Linked DNA regions of Gadus morhua: region 2 is linked to region 1. Evidence: chromatin contacts called from public Hi-C data. All regions are on one chromosome and are shown on one strand. The core of a region is the stretch at or near the end of the contact, and the rest is flanking DNA. Distances in the headings are between cores, read along the strand shown. Region 1 holds the start of tex2 (testis expressed 2). Region 2 holds the start of cep112 (centrosomal protein 112).

What was found. Hi-C and Micro-C count contacts between places; a contact is called where the count stands out from the background.
Region 2: a Hi-C map of heart shows a contact between it and region 1, with 5 times the contacts expected there. The contact joins the promoter of cep112 here to the promoter of tex2 in region 1. A contact is called at or near these places in 2 of 6 Hi-C or Micro-C datasets (gill and heart).

The regions. Positions count from the first base shown.
Region 1 is chr2:15,877,598-15,881,266 of gadMor3.0, reverse strand. tex2 (testis expressed 2) reads left to right here and starts at 1,882. Exons shown (of 13, transcript XM_030346915.1): 1 at 1,882-2,349; 2 at 3,193-3,287.
Region 2 is chr2:16,040,324-16,043,992 of gadMor3.0, reverse strand. cep112 (centrosomal protein 112) reads left to right here and starts at 2,060. Exons shown (of 27, transcript XR_003979741.1): 1 at 2,060-2,140; 2 at 2,723-2,843; 3 at 3,404-3,594. prkcab (protein kinase C, alpha, b) reads right to left here and starts at 881. Exons shown (of 17, transcript XM_030339389.1): 1 at 557-881; 2 at 142-173. The coding sequence starts at 726.

The sequences.
Region 1 (3,669 bases), core at 633-3,132:
AACGAAAAAACTAAATTTCTCCTAACATTTTCTTAATAAGATTCTAAAAATTAAATGTAATAAAAGCTTATGAAATAAAAAAGAAAGGATCACTATTTTGAATGGCTGCTTGCTGCTCTGTCATGAATAATTAAATGCACGACATTGACGCTTAATTCTTTATGTCGTAGTCCAACAGATCCACTAGGTGGCAGCCAATCCAAACCAATGTAGACAAGCGTTGGGGTATATTTACAAAATCGAGTGGATTTTACGTTGACCGTGGCTATGGGAATTTCGGCTCCTTTTAGGGAGCCGGACCATTTGGATCAGCTCACCAACAAGAGCAGGCTCGTTCGGCTCTCAAACGGCTCTTAATATATACCTCTCACTTATACTTTTAATAATTCAGCCAAATGTAACCCGTTTCGACTTATGATTTGTAGGTATGGGTAGGCCTATATATCACTTAAATTATTCAATACATCCTATTATTATTCAAAAGTAAAAATTACATTTTCTAATATCAATAAATTGCTGTAGCTGATTGTCTTCATTGCATATGAGCGCAACGCGCATTGCATTCCCGCCCCTCGCTGCTTGCTTAAGGGTATGATCCTCCTTGTCTATCCCCACTTTATTGGTTGCATGCATGCACGCAGCTGGGTTCGAGTTAGGTGGGAGCCAGTGGGAGCTGAGCTCCCATAGAGAGAGGTCTGGCTCCCATGAAAGCAGCAACCTCAAATATCTGTGGGGGTCTCTGAAAATACAGCAGCATAATTATGTAATTACAAATAAAGCAATTTTCCCGTCCACATACAGAGTAAGAATGACGTTGAGGTAAGGGATAATAGAACGCCGGTCATTATCGGGAAAATAAGCCCCAGACAGGGCGAACCGGACACCGACGCGAAACGGAGGTGTCTTGCTTCGACCTGAAGGGGCTTATTTACGACTTATTTTCAACAATTCAGCGCAAGGCCAATACGGTCTTCTATCCCCCGTAAAACAACTTTAAGAGACCCCCACAGAAATGGAATCATAACTCGAACCCTGCATGCAAGTGACAGTCACTGGCTGCACACACGCATAGAATGCACGGAGCCCCGTAGCGCGGAGATCTTCATATCATTCTACCTAGGCAAACTATATGTAGGCCTATATTAAAAAAAATATGAAAAAAGAAACGGCCCGCGGTCGGGAGCCGACTCCCATCGTTGACCTAAAATAGCCGGCTCTTTGAACTGGCTCGTTTGCGACCGACCGATCACTATTGGCTATAGTTACCTGACCTCTATATAGTTGACTCATGCTGTATCTATTTTAAGCGTATATTTAAAGTAATTGCATGATATAACATCGTACGTGTTTCGGGTGCATAACTCTGTGCATAACATTTCAGGCACGTCTAGAGCAAATTAATTAAGACTATATAGGCTTTTTCGCTATGTGTGTTACCCGCATCAAAACACTTAAATGCTCTCGCCATCAGCCAAAGAAGGTAAAACGTAGATCAGAGCATTATGTGTTCGAGTTATTCTTATTGATTAGCGATTGTGATGTGTGTGTTTGGCGATGATGATCCCATTCACCCAAACCACGCACAAGCCCAGTTTCCTTTATCTGTCACCATTATCCACACCCATGTGAGCGTCTTGACAACTGAGCATCTGCTACCACGGTTGTTTGATAGTCGGATCAAATTTGATTATTCTTTCCTTCGACGGAGTTGGTTAAAATGAGCAGCTCTTCATTCTATAGCAACCTCGTTCCCAGGCGTCTTTATCTCAAGCCGGAATGCTTGGAAAGGGATGCTCCAAATCAGCGTTATTGGCGAAAGCGAGGGCGGGAGTCACATATGGGTTTAGCGGCGAGAGAGGGAGGGACTTTCACTTACATCGGTTTAGCAGCGAGATAGAGGGAGGGACTTCTGATAGAGTTGTAAACGTTTCCGTTATATATTTGGTTGTTGCTTTGTCTAATTATTCTTCAAAACTCCATATTTAGTCTTCTTGTCGTTGTTGTTATTTTTTTCATGTTGTTAGTCTTTCTGCCTTGGGGACTGTTAACTGGTGTACACATCTAAAAGGAGGTAAGAGACTGGAAATTGCGATGTGGTAGACCGGGATAACGATACAATTCAGTCTCCTCTCTCGCCTAGTTACAATGTGCAGCTCTCTAGTCTGTAGTGCAGAAACGCCCGCCGAGCATCAACTCTGCTGTCATTGAGGGCTGCAGGAGTGATTCGCCGACATAACAACACTGTGCGCAGGGGGTGAAAGATTGGGAAGCCTCTATCGATACGGTGATTATCAGCTAACCCAACACACCGAAGAGGGTATCATCATTCCGACTGAAAGAGACGACAAGGTAGGAAGAAGAGTCAAATCCGTTTTTTTGGTTGTTTCCGTCGTACACTTTCATTATTTATCAGCTGTTTTTGGTCAACGGTTGCCCACTTTATTCAGACTCAGACTATCATAGAGCAGAATACAACAAGAATAGGGGACAAAATATACATTTTGTTACGATCTTACAAACCGTGAATACATTATGTTATCAATATAAGTGAGATATTGAAAACACATAAAGGGTGGGAAAAATCATCCCATCGATACAACAGTTGGGGTTTTCAGACTGTACTAGCTTAAATGTCGGCTGCTCCATTATTGTCTTTAAGAAAATCACACGTTTTACTGAACATTTCTAACGTCCATGACCATGACATTCAGCTAGAAAACCCGTGATGGCGTTAGCCCCAGCCTAGACTACGTAGGCCATGGATGTCTGGCGGTGAAGTGATTTATTATATCCCATAACAAGACTTTTCTGAAAGCCAGCTCAGGTTATCAGCCTCTATAAGCAAAAAAGCTATGGTGGTATAAAGCCTACTGTTGCTTATTATCAGTTCATGGGGCTGGTTGGGTGACTTGGAGGAGTCTTTAAACGGGCTGTCCTTTACTCAGCTATTCCAACTATTTCATTTTGAATTACTTTTCATCTCTTGACTGAAAAAAAAACAGCCCATCCCTGACGCTGTTGCACAGTGCTGTTCAATTAACGTTTTAATGATTATGCAAGTGATTTATAAAGGTGCCTAGATGAAAATAGAAACTACATATTTGGCGCTTGTTGTGTCAAGCATTGATGATATGAGTCTGAGCGTTGTCAATGGCCTCTACCATTTAAATACACCTTGCCTGTTTCTGCTAGGCCTGGTAGCGTCATGGTCCATGAGTGTGTGGTGTGTGTCTGGTTTAATCCAGCCTGCGTTGCCGACGAAGATTGAATGCTACTAAAATCAAAAGGTAGGTAAATCAAGTTCTCGGCTCTCCTCCTACTCTCAGTTTACCTCTCCTCTCAACTCCACTCTTCTCCATTCCTCTTGTCTCCTCCCCCTCATCTCGCACTGCCCCTTCTCGATTGACCTTAACCTTAACCGCGTGTGTGTGACGGCCATTGATCCAACTTGTGGCCTTGAACAGCCACTCCCCCCCACACACACACACACACACACACACACACACACACACACACACACACACACACACACACACACACACACACACACACACACACACACACACACACACACACACACACACACACACACACACACACACACCATATGTCCCACCATATATACACACATCTGGTTTTGTTTGTTTCACCTTACAATAAAACATGTGA
Region 2 (3,669 bases), core at 811-3,310, 160 kb before region 1:
CGCTGTTCGCCAAAAGTCAGACGGTCCGAGTCCGTGGCAAAATAGGCTATGTAGTGCGATAAGTTCAAGTGTTCTCGCATTAATTCGAAGTATAAAGTATAAATCACATTAAAAGTTAAGTTGGTTACTAAATGTGTTTACCTTGGCACTGGAATCCTTGTTTCCCAAACCCCCTGCAAAATAAGAGCACATAACGTAACGTCAACTCGATGCCGATCCAACATAGCACATTGTGTCTATTATTATGCCTTACTATCTACAATTTAATTTCGAGTAAATTGCTGTAATGAGAATAAAACCACAACAAACGCCCCCATGTAGTGAACTATGCGCTTGATTGCATTTACGTTTGTGTTTGGGGCGAAACTATCTAATAACTTGGTCAGCATGGCACTCAAAACTGGGAGTTGCCGCTGGATATTAAAAACAGCAGGTGTGAAAGTAATTTAAGGTGAGAGCTGATATGGAGCAGGTCAAACAGAGCTGCCAAGAGCTGTGCTGCTCATCACTTTTCACATCCATAATGAACGGGTGTGTGCACATAAGCAACGCTTACCAAATGAAGTCCGTGCAGTGGCTGCAGAAGGTCGGCTGCTTGAAAAACCTCGCAGTAAATTTGTGGTTTTTCACTTCGTGGACGTTTTTCTGGCGCAGAGCACCTTTGCGTGCAAATCGATTTCCGATCGCCGCTGAGTCGCTATAGTGCAAATGGTGGTCAGCCATCATTATGAACAAAAAGTACACCGTCCGCCCCAAAGTGTCTTGTCCCCACTACTCTAACACAGGGTACTCCCTCTGTCCGCACCGCTGTCAACTGTTGGAGGAGCGTCTCTCTCCGGACCGCACGCTTCGCTCTTTGCCAGGGCTACAGCTGAGCGCCTCTTTTTTCACGCGTGTGTGACTGTGTGTGACGTCAACCTGGAACCCTCCTGGATCACTCCAGCCAGCCAACACGGCCTGTGCGTTGGCGCCCCCACGTGGACATTACTTAGATTACAGCTAAATGCGAAAGTAGAATACCTCCCGAGGTTTATCATTCCACTTAACATTCTGAACTTATGCATCAAAACGAGGATGCCAGGCAGCCCGATTGCGGCTGAGCCAACAACAGTAGAGGAATTGAATGACAATAAGTTAATATGGGGCCTTAATATGGGGCCGTAAAGTATAGAACAATATAGTAGTTTATTTTACTTTAAAACGAAGCCTGTAAATTACTTCCTACCTGCCTGGAAACTTACACCTACACAATATTTGCGTAAATAATGCATGTGATGAAGGATAGCTGGTCTGGTAGCAGCTAATAAAGCAAAACAGCAGATAACAAATAACTGACCAATAAGCCTACTATTGGACCACAATGATATGCAAACTGAATGGAGCTGGAGAACAGATTGTATCAGAATGTATCAATCGGCAGAAATACACACATCCTAAATATATACCAACAATACTGGTAAGATTAGTACATTTAAGGCCCGTTTAATTAGCTATTGAGTTAGCTAACATGCCAGTAAGAAATCTGTTATCATTGTAATAACTTCACTAATGGACACAGTTGTTTTTACGACTAAACAATTAACTTGATACCAATTATGAGACAAAGGTGTCAAATAAACACTTAAATAACACACACTTTATAACACATCAATCAATCGTCAATCGCTGTTATGGTAGAATGTTGCAAGTAGTTCTTAGCAGTCTTTTCAGAGAATACCGCTCTCTGGATCCATCGGCCACTGAGGCCGAGTCAGAAACTCATAGCGAGGAAGAGAGACCAAGCCCGACGAGAGCATAATGAAAGATCCACATGGAAAATCGATGGGAATTTAATTACAATATCGTTGTTTTTTACTACTACTTCAGAAGATGCATCAGTAACCTTCAACCCTCAGATCCATTTGAAATGTTGAATGTGTGGGGTGGTGACAAATCGTCCATACATTTCAGACAGCTTAGAGAATAGGCTACTCATCTCATCTGCTGTTGCATTCATGGACACGTGCTGCACGGTTGCTTTAGCAACGGAGGGACGCTGCTTCTGTTTCCCTTCCTTCACGGAAACCGGATGTGGCTCAGGGTAGGAAGTTGTTGTGGAGTTTGAATCACTTTGAGCGGCCAAATCAGTGCCTATTTTAAGGTAAAAACAAACCAAATGTTCTATCTTTACAGTTTTCGGCCACACCATTTTTATGTAGCAAACAGGAAGCAATAGTGATACTTTTCGCATATCGGTTAGCTTAGAACAGAACCTTAGACTAGCGTGTTTGGCGTTATTCAGGTAGTCAACATCATGATAGCTAGTGGGGGTTTGTTGTTGCAGTGTTTTTGTTGCTTAGACATTTCTATGGCATAAGTTAATAATTTCACCGTTCTATATTTTGCTTAAATAAACTATGGCTGTATCACCCGAGTGACCCGAATGTACGATATCCATCTTCGTAAAACTACAGTTATGGAAAATATTAATGCTTATAAGGCTGCTGTAACTAACTCACAGCAGAAACAGAATATGCAATACCAACCCAGTTAACAGTTACCTTCCTAAAACAAAACTTCAATATTAATATAGATGATTTTCTTGCGGAAGAAATTGAATGCAGTTTGCACACTTGAAACTTTCAGAATTTAAAAAATGGGACCAGATACTTATGTGAAACTAAATGGCACAGTATGGACATTTATAATTTGTCATTGAAACATATTTACCATATTCCTAAAGTCCATTAGTGCAGAAGGCACCATGAGTCTGCACGATGACACTCCAGAGCGACTGGACGCAGACTTCGACCGTTACCTGTCAGACATGAAGCCATATGTCCTGAAGCACCCCAACAGAACAGGTAAAATGACCCAGCTGGTCGATGACTTCATGTACTAATTTTTATTTGTGTATGTTAATATCCATTATCCACCTCCGGTGTCAATAAGCTTTAAAAATGCATTTCATTACTCATGGTAACCATCAGTTCTATTATTTACATTTTTTATCCAATCTTGCTATGGTGGTTTGTATGTGCCAATTTGTTATTGAGTTATTTCTGTATTTCATTTCCCCTTTTGTATGTTATTTTGTCCACTCATCACCTGTCGATGAGAGCTGTTTTATATGTAAAAAACAGAATGTTAATTGCTTTTTTCTGATGGATGATTAGTTTATGCCCAATTTTTAATGAATATATAAACGCTTTAAATGTATTAATCAATTTATTAGTCAGATTGATTGGCCATACAGAGTTGCAGTCCTAAGAGAATGGATCCTACTTTCCACATAATTTATTGACTCTAACTTCTACTCCAGTATCAGCAGTGACAGCCCTACTTAGAAACATGAACAGTGTAAAAGTGTGACATTGTTCCCCTCCTAACTTCAACAAAGCGTCTCCTTGCCCCTCTGACCCAGAGCGCCAACGGTGCGCCATGTGGATCAGGAAGCTTTGTGACCCGACCATGTGTGGCTCAGGACCAGTTGGGCTGAAGAATCGCAACATGTACGCTCGCCTGCTTCTGCACATGCTCAGAAGAGGAGTCCTGGATGCCCCTTTCACTGTCAAGCCGGATCAGGGCTGCCTGAAGACTCTACCAACTTACATGGTAACGCTCGCCAACCAAGTTATATTGTTATTGATTCTATATGACTTATATGATATATACGTATGTGACCGAACA